Linked DNA regions of Sus scrofa: regions 1 and 2 are each linked to region 3. A link is a contact called in public promoter capture Hi-C data. All regions are on one chromosome and are shown on one strand. Each heading gives the region's core, a stretch centred on a gene start, on an enhancer-like site or on the middle of the called end of the contact. The rest is flanking DNA. Distances are from core to core; before and after follow the strand shown. Region 1 holds the start of MLF1 (myeloid leukemia factor 1). Region 2 holds the start of GFM1 (elongation factor G, mitochondrial). Region 3 holds the start of MFSD1 (major facilitator superfamily domain-containing protein 1).

Region 1 (2,700 bases), core at 155-2,654, 230 kb before region 3:
AGAAAATATCCTCCTCCCTAGAAGGGCTATGCTATCTTAACTTGGGCTGTGAAGACTGCCCTATCTTGTGTCCCCAGTCTCAGGAAAGGGGGGCTGCTGGAGAACTTGGCTAAAGGTAGGGAGGTAAAAGGTCCAAAGGATTAAATTTCTGGCTCCCAAAATAACCCTGAGTACTCCTGCCACCTCCAAATCAGGCCCTGCACGCTTTTTCCTGCTGGCAGGGTGCCACCTCTCTGGCCCAAGCCCAGGAGGCCCTGGGGAGCCATGGATAACCCTCTATCTCCACAGGATAGTCCTCTAGAGAGACAGGCAGCCCATCGAATTAAGGATGGACATGCAGGGTGCTTTCTCTCTCTTCTCAGACTATCATTCTTCTCTTTCTTTAATCTACTTACTTCACCTATCTTTAGGCTCCTGGAAAGCTTGAGGACAGTGTTTTCCCAAGCTCAATAATGTGAGAACCACTGTCATCACCGCCTCCCACCGGCCCCCAACATGTCCAAATCCCACCTATACTTGTTGCTTAAATTGGTTCACTTTTCCACTTAGCTGTTTAAAGACTAGCTGTTGATATATAGCACTGATTTAAATTTAAAACCAGTTTCTCCTGCAATAAACAGAAGGCTCACATATAAATATAGTTAAGACATAGTATATAGGAACGGAATTTTAATTGGCTATGGCTGCTTGCTTTAGGCCTTGTGCCCGCATCCTGCTTCGTTAAGGAATACTGGAGAAGCGTTAAAGACATACTAGTATCAAAGTGAGACTTGCTCCCTGCAATAGGGACTGGAAAGAGGACAGAAGAGAGACGTTCTAATTTAATTTTTAAATACCACGCCTACATAAAACTTAAACAGTTCCCACTTTGGGAAAGGCTGCTCTCAGCTTAGGCTCACAAAAGACAATACGTGTGTTGAAATCTGATAGGCCTCATCCCATTTCCCTCAAGTACTGAGTACAGTATTTAATAACTGTGCTCAAAAACTTTTGCACTTTTTTTCTTATTATTTGCTCACACCTTCAGACCAACCACCAAAAAGTGTTTTAGGATTCTGCTGTGGATCGTAAAATGTGGCCAGTGATTAGGTCTTTGGATGCCATTTAGCCCAAATCTTGACCCATCTTAATTTTCCCGAAAAGAGACTTGGGGTTCGAGGCCGAGGGTGATTTTCCCAAGGTCACGCAGAGGGTAGACTAGTTTTTGTCTCTGCAGCTTGGATAACAAGCTTTCTCGTCCCACAGGAGGCTTCCCATGGGTAGCCTAGCTGGCACGTGGCCAAACCTCCAGCCTCCGCTTTGTTGATCGTGGTTACCATGGCGGCGGCACACTGTTCCCCGCCTCCTCTTGGTGACGTTATGGGACTAGCCTCCAATGGGAAAGCAGCTCAGCGTCAAGCACCGCCTTTCCCGGCGAGTTTGGGCCTTGAGGCCGGGAGAGAAGTGTTGACAGTGCTGGGCTGGCTGGCTCCGGTCGCGGACGCGGCGAGTTACACCGTTTTTCAATCTGTCCGCGGACGCCGCCGCCCGAGACAAAGCCAGGATGTTCGGGATGCTGAGCAGCAGCTTTGAGGATGACCCCTTCTTCTCGTGAGTACCTGGGGCCGGGAGCCAGCGGTCGCGCGGGAATTCAGGGATCTTGAGTGGCGCTATTTTAAGAGAGGAGAGCCAGTTAAAACTCTAAAGAGGGCGAGAAGGAATTCGGGTGACCCCAGGAGGCAGCTTAAGGAAGACTTAGGGCGCAAGTGGGAAGGGAAAGAGGATTTAGAGGCGTTTGATGGAGAGGAGGGTTTGGGGATACTGGGAGGAGGGAAGAGAAGGATTTGGGGGCGTGAGGTAGTCTAAGTAGGCTCCCCTCACCCCCAACAATCCCGGGTCCAGGCTGCTCTCCACTTGGCCTGAATTCGGGTACCCAGCAACCCTCAAATCCGATACTTCCGGTTTTCTAGTCCTGCCTTCGCAGCAGCAGAAGCTTTGCAGGTGATGGTAACTGCCTTCTCGGTTGAACTTCTGGTGAAAATTCTGTTTACAGGACCCTCTCTACACCTGTTTCAACCTCAAATGAGGGGCAGAAAATATTTAATAAGATAACAAGTCTTCGAAAAGGGAAAGTTTTTTAAAAAACAGTATTTTCCATAACATGTGTTTATAAGAGCACAACAAAGTTGGAGAGCTGTGCTGTCTCTCCCCTGGAAGTGGTTGGAAGTTGCCAGGTGCAGTGTTTGTTTCCTTTGCTCGCTTTGTTACAGTGCTAGCCTTGTTTGGAAAGGGACTCCAAATAGGACAGGGAAGCAGAAAGAGGGTGCATTTAACACCTCGGGTAAACAAGTGCCAACCTGTGAATGGTTCCAAGTGAAATAATGTGATGCCTTAAGAGAAGGCATCCAGAAATTAATTAGTTTCATTATGATGAAGTTTGCTGGGGTTTGCCTTGTCTTTTAAGTTCTTCTTTGGCGGTTATATAAAAGTAATAACACAATCTAGTTGGATCTCTAAAACAGGAAAATGTGTTACTTTTTTAACCCAAGTGTTTTGCCACTGGGACAGGTTTTGACTTCCTGTCCTAGTTTATTTTGATCACTTAAAATATCTATGCAACTTGGGGACTTTTAAAAAGGTTAAAATGTTAACAGTTTACTATGAAGATTTTTGTTCTTTAAAGGAGAATATTATATTGGCTTAAAATATGTTAGTACTGTA
Region 2 (2,700 bases), core at 195-2,694, 180 kb before region 3:
TAGCACAGCAAGGGGTATAGCAGTTTTAAAAAACCAAATCACTGTCCTTATGGCACTCACATTCTTCTTGGAAGAGCCAGGCAATAGCTGCCTTGGAATTTTCTTGTTGCACAGCAAGTTACGGATGCGGTGTTGCCACTGCAGCGCGCCTCAGCGGTTGTTATAGTGCAGTTTGGCTATGGGGCCGGGAACTTCCACATGCGGGGAAGGGGAGGTGGCGATAGACAACTGTGTTAACACGTCTGGATAAATCTAAGAAGCCCTCTGAAGGAAAATGAAATAGTATGCAAACATAGGGAAGAGCTTGCTGTTTTAAAAGGAGCAAACACCTCAGTGATAGATGATATTTGAACACCAAGAAGAAAATATGGGAAAGAGTCATGCCCTTATCTACAGGAGAGCAAAGGCTCTTGGTCATGTGAGGATCAGCAAGAAGGCCAATGAGTCTGGAGGAGAACAGCAGGTGAAATAGGGCTGCAATGGCATAGCTGCTCAAACAAGGTCTTGTTTATTCTTAACCTTATTTTTAAATTTTTAAAATTTAGTTATTTAAAATTTAAAAGGAATTTTTAAAAACTTAGTTATGAAAAACTTCAAACCTATACAAAAGTAGAGATAACAGCAAATCACTGTTATGAGTGATTTCAGAGGGCAAAGGGTATAGCTTAAAACGATCCCTTCAGTTTTTCTATTGGGAATAGGCTGAGAAGCCGCAGGGCAGCAGCAGTAAGATCAGTCAGGCTGTTAGAGTAAATTCCGTGAGAAAACAGCAATGCTTTGAGAGGTGGGGAGAAGCTGCGGGTTCTGAATCTATCTTTGAATGTAGTGCCCGTAGCATGTGGAAACAAAACCAGAAAAGTTGAAGAGTGGTGTCAAAAGGTGACGTTTTTGGTCTGGGCAACCAGAAGAACGGAATTCCTGTTTATCAGATGAAGATCTTGGGAGGATTCAGTGGAAGGTCATTAGCTCGTTTTTGGACATAATAATTTCGAGATGCCTCTAAGAGATCCAAGTGGAATCGTCAAGGATGCTGTCTTCTATAGAGACAGGACATATAATGTATAGGTACTGGACATATATATAGGTACTTAACATTAACCAAAGATGGAACATTTTGAAAAGAGAAAAACATTTGTGGATAGTTCATTATTTTTTTTTACCTTCTTTGCAAGTCATGTCCTATAGAGTATTTGTTCACATTTGTTGAAGTAGCATATGTAACAATTTTTCTTTTTTAAAAAAAACCTTAAGAACTATTTTAAACCTTTCTTCCCGTTGCTGTAGAGGCAAAAGAACCACGTTTAAAGGCCGCCGCTTTCCGGGAACATGCGAAAAGCGTGCTTAGCTCCGCAAAGTGGCTGCACTTTCTCTTCCAAGTCGGCAGAGGGCGTGCGGGCAGCGGAGGGTGCTGCTCAGTTCTGAGATCCGGAAGCCTCTCTCTCTTTCTTTTTTTTCTCCCCTCCTTTGCCTGCTTCTCCCCGGAAGTGCTCTTCCAGCACTGACTGCCGGCGTGACTTTGAACGCTTCTGGCAGTGGTGCAGGTTGCTGGGTACACCGGGCGCTGTGGGACTTTCGCGTCTATTCTACGCTCGCCATGAGGCTGCTGGGAGCCGCCGCCGCCGCCGCGGCCGTGGGGCGCGGGCCGCTCCCGCGGATCCCCGCTGCCCTCGGCTGGCCGGGGAAGCAGGTGCGACAGGGAACCAGGGACTGTCCCCAGGACTTTGCAGTGCCTCCGGGGCTGGAGAGGAAATGACACCCCTTCCCTCCCTGGCATCTCCGAATGCTAGCTGTTGACCTCAGTGCTGAAAAGCCCCTCGGTATCTGCACAGCCTTTGGTTATTTCTGAGCAACGTCTTGGTATCCTGGGAGGTTGGGCGGGCCTCCAATTCATGGTTACGCCTCTTATTATTGGTATACTTAGAAGAGGTGACTGAAGTGAAGGTCAAGACAACTGAAAAATTAGTGTGTCCTGGGCTTGAACTCAGGGCTTTTGACTCATTATCCAGTGCTTTTTTCACTACAGTGTCGGCGGGGCTCCCTGCTCCCTCTTTCAACCGACCTTCCCAGGACTTTTCTTTAATTATATGTCTGCCTTTTGTGGGGGTGTGGAGATGGGGCGCAAAGTGGAATAGTGTTAGGTAGGAGTTGAGCCTTTCCTGTCATGCAAACCACCTTCGCTTTGCTTGCTGGTATTCCTGGGATTTAATCAATGAAGCTAGTTTCCATTTAATATTTTACCCACCTTTTCAAGTTCTTCTGCTTCCCTTCTCCCAGAAGTGGCTGCAGTGCATTTTGGATGTTCACTCCTGTAGGGAGAGGTTTATATTGTGTCTTGATTTCATAAAAGGCTGGACCCTCACCACCATGGTAAATTAAAGTTATTGTTTTATGTCATTAATTTTTAGGCGATAGAAGGAATCGGAAACTTTTTGTGGGCCGCTTGAACCTATTGGCACCGCTGCATAGAGCGTATAAGTCCAAACATCTTTGCTAGCTCTGAAACTATTTTAAGGAGGAAGGGGGAAAAAATCAAAGTAAAATTTAAAGTGAAAACTGTATTTCCTATTAAAGCAGTTGTTGGGAACCATCTTTCTGATTTTATCAGCGCCGGTATATACTTTCAAATCTGTGCCATTTGGTAAAATTATCGGTCCCTTTTTATTTTATTTTATATGTCTTTTCTGCCATCTCTTGCAGTCT
Region 3 (2,700 bases), core at 113-2,612:
ATAATGATCATAACAATCTGATTTCACAGGATTTCCACCCCACAGCCCAAGCACATCTCCCCACCCCTCAAACTGTCTCCTCCGGAGACCATAAGTCTTTCAATGTCTGTGAGTCAGCATCTGTTCTGCAAAGAAATTCAGTCTGTCCTTTTTTCAGATTCCACATGTCAGTGAAAGCATTTGATGTTGGTATCTCATTGTATGGCTGACTTCACTTAGCATGATAGTTTCTAGGTCCATCCATGTCGCTAAAAATGCTGTATTTCATTCTTTTTAATGGCTGAATGATAGCCAGATGTAATTTGTAAAAACATAGGTTTTGGAGTTCCCAAACTGTGGTACAATGGGTTAAAAATTCGACTGCAGCCGCTTGAGTCACTGTGGAGGCGCTGGTTTGATCCTTCGCTTGGTGCAGTGGGTTAAGGATTCCACTCTACTACAGCTGTGGCTCGGATTCAATCCTGGCCCGGGAACTTCCATATGTTATAGGTGCAGCCCTAAATAAAAACACAGGTCTTGCATTCTTGATCCTCTACACAAAATCCTTGCATGTCTCCTTACGGAACAGGTTTAGTTTTTCCTACTGAGTTCTTCTTTCATTCGCAGATCAATGGTCTCTCTCCTCTCCCCCACCTCCCCTCACACACACACACACGGTTCTGTTTCAGGCTTGCATCATTATTATCCCTCCTAATCCCCACCCTCATAACCAACTCCCTCATATAGGCGTCATGACTGACCCATTCGTACTAATTCTAGCTTAGGTATGAATTTAAAGGACCTTCAGCACGCCACCACTTTCCCCCAAAGTTTGTTAAACTGTACTTACTCTCTTCCCAAACGCCTTTCCCAGGCATTCCTACGAAATTCACTACTTATTTCAACCGCTGTTCTCACTTAGACTCGTCTATTCACCATACTATTCTTTAAAGGATCAGTTTCTGTCGACCTCCCCAAGTAAACCACGAACTTTCTGAGGTCTGAGAGCTTGTCACATTCCAGTTTGTATTCCCAGTACCTGGCATGTGAGTGGACACAACATAAGACTCTCAATGAACTGTGTGGAATTAAGAGCAGCCAAAAAGGCTGCGGAAAGCAACGCTGCGAGGAGAAGGGCGGTGCGCTTCTTCGCGTCAGGCTGAGCGGAGGCCGGCACTCTCTACCCGCGCAGCGGCAGGGGATGGACAGCAGGAGCAGGCAGGAAACGAGCACAGTTCCATTTTGGGCAGCGGAAAGCTGCGGCTGGCGCCTAAGACAGTACCGGGAGAAATTAAACGTAGCTCCTCCCCTCTCTCCTCGCTAGGCCTGCCCACCACGTGATCTTGCCTGCTCACGTGAGCGCGGCCTTGCGTGACCTGCCCCGGCATCACGTGAGCAACCGTGGTCACGTGAGCACGGTTTTTGCTGGGCTCCAGCAGCAGCTTCTTCCCGGAGTTGCTGTCACTGTCTTCTCCTGATCTCCCGCCGGCCGGATGGAGGAGGAAGATGAAGAAGCGAGGGCGCTGCTGCCAAGCAGCCCCGTCAAGGCCGGCAGAGGTGCCTCCAACACTCCCGACGCTCCCAGGGCGCTGTCCGCCCTCTGCGACCCCAGTCACCTGGCGCACCGGCTTTTGGTGCTGTTGCTGATGTGCTTCCTTGGCTTCGGTGAGCCGGCCGGCCTGGTGGGGTGTTGCTGCTAATCAGGAAATTACCGACTTTCTTTCGGAGAGTCGTTCTTGGCTGCCACGAGGCCTCAGCGCAGCTTCTAGTTTCTGTTTCTGGGCTTTCCTTCTTTTCCCTTCTCCACCCCATCAAAGCCTTGTAGACGTTGCTAGCTATTCGGCATTTCGAAGATAGGAGTAAGGGCACTGAGCTGCGCGAGTTTTGTGCCACTCCTTTCCTCTCCAAGAAGTCTCGAAGGCTAGCAACTTGCCGCCTGGGACCCTAGATATGAAGGAATCCCGGGATCATCAAGGTTGCTCTAATGACAGTTCCATTCAGAAGGAATTCAGAAAGATTTAACTGTCCCTTTCCCCGTTGCCCTTCCCCAACGCCCCTCTGCCCAATTTAAAATTTTTGATTGACCAACTCGTTGGCAGTCTTACGTGTTTCTCATCCTCTTTGGGAAAACGTATGAGTGTGTCTTGTTGATAGCTTCAATGAGTGGATGTGTTCTCGTTCTCTTCCGCTATGCCAATGTGAAGCAATCATACTGGATTGGACTTGTGGTAGGCTTGACGGTGTTTGGTTTCATTTACGAAATCTGGTGACTCTGAAGGAAATTTCTTGAGCTAATTTTAAAAATTATCTGCCTGTGTTCCAGCTACTAATTTTTTTCAGCAACATTCTAATGTCAATATAAGTTTGATAGGAAGGTAATAATGTGTTTCTCAAGGGGCTTGCGGGAATGGGTATCATCAACAAGTTCAGAAACATTATATTGGGTAACTTTATGCTACTGCTGAGGATATGTATGTTGGCATGGAGGTTGCTTTGAGCCTTAGTTCCTTTGCATCTCTTTTTGTTCCCCCTCTTTCTTTGTGGAAAGAAAGAGCTGCAGCTCTGATTCAACCCCTATCCTGGGAATCACCATACGCTGCAGGTGTGATCCTAAAAAGCAAAAAAAAAAAAAAAAAAAGTCAATTTTATTTCTGTAAAAATAATTCTGAGTGCACGAATGTCCAAATCTCTCCACCTCTCTCTTTCTTATCCTCTCAAAGA

The links. Promoter capture Hi-C pulls out the DNA fragments that hold promoters and counts their contacts.
Region 1: a promoter capture Hi-C map of liver shows a contact between it and region 3, with 3 times the contacts expected there. The contact joins the promoter of MLF1 here to the promoter of MFSD1 in region 3. A contact is called at or near these places in 1 of 5 promoter capture datasets (liver), 1 of 47 Hi-C or Micro-C datasets (liver) and 1 of 2 datasets of contacts at active chromatin or transcription factors (alveolar macrophages).
Region 2: a promoter capture Hi-C map of liver shows a contact between it and region 3, with 4 times the contacts expected there. The contact joins the promoter of GFM1 here to the promoter of MFSD1 in region 3. A contact is called at or near these places in 2 of 5 promoter capture datasets (fetal liver and liver), 13 of 47 Hi-C or Micro-C datasets (alveolar macrophages, blood, embryonic fibroblasts and 6 more) and 1 of 2 datasets of contacts at active chromatin or transcription factors (alveolar macrophages).

Annotation. Positions count from the first base shown.
Region 1 is chr13:98,356,400-98,359,099 of Sscrofa11.1, forward strand. It overlaps MLF1 (myeloid leukemia factor 1), which reads left to right and starts at 1,405. Exons shown (of 9, transcript XM_003358641.5): 1 at 1,405-1,590. The coding sequence starts at 1,544.
Region 2 is chr13:98,409,688-98,412,387 of Sscrofa11.1, forward strand. It overlaps GFM1 (elongation factor G, mitochondrial), which reads left to right and starts at 1,445. Exons shown (of 18, transcript XM_003358643.4): 1 at 1,445-1,687. The coding sequence starts at 1,595.
Region 3 is chr13:98,590,983-98,593,682 of Sscrofa11.1, forward strand. It overlaps MFSD1 (major facilitator superfamily domain-containing protein 1), which reads left to right and starts at 1,363. Exons shown (of 16, transcript XM_003358650.5): 1 at 1,363-1,644. The coding sequence starts at 1,473.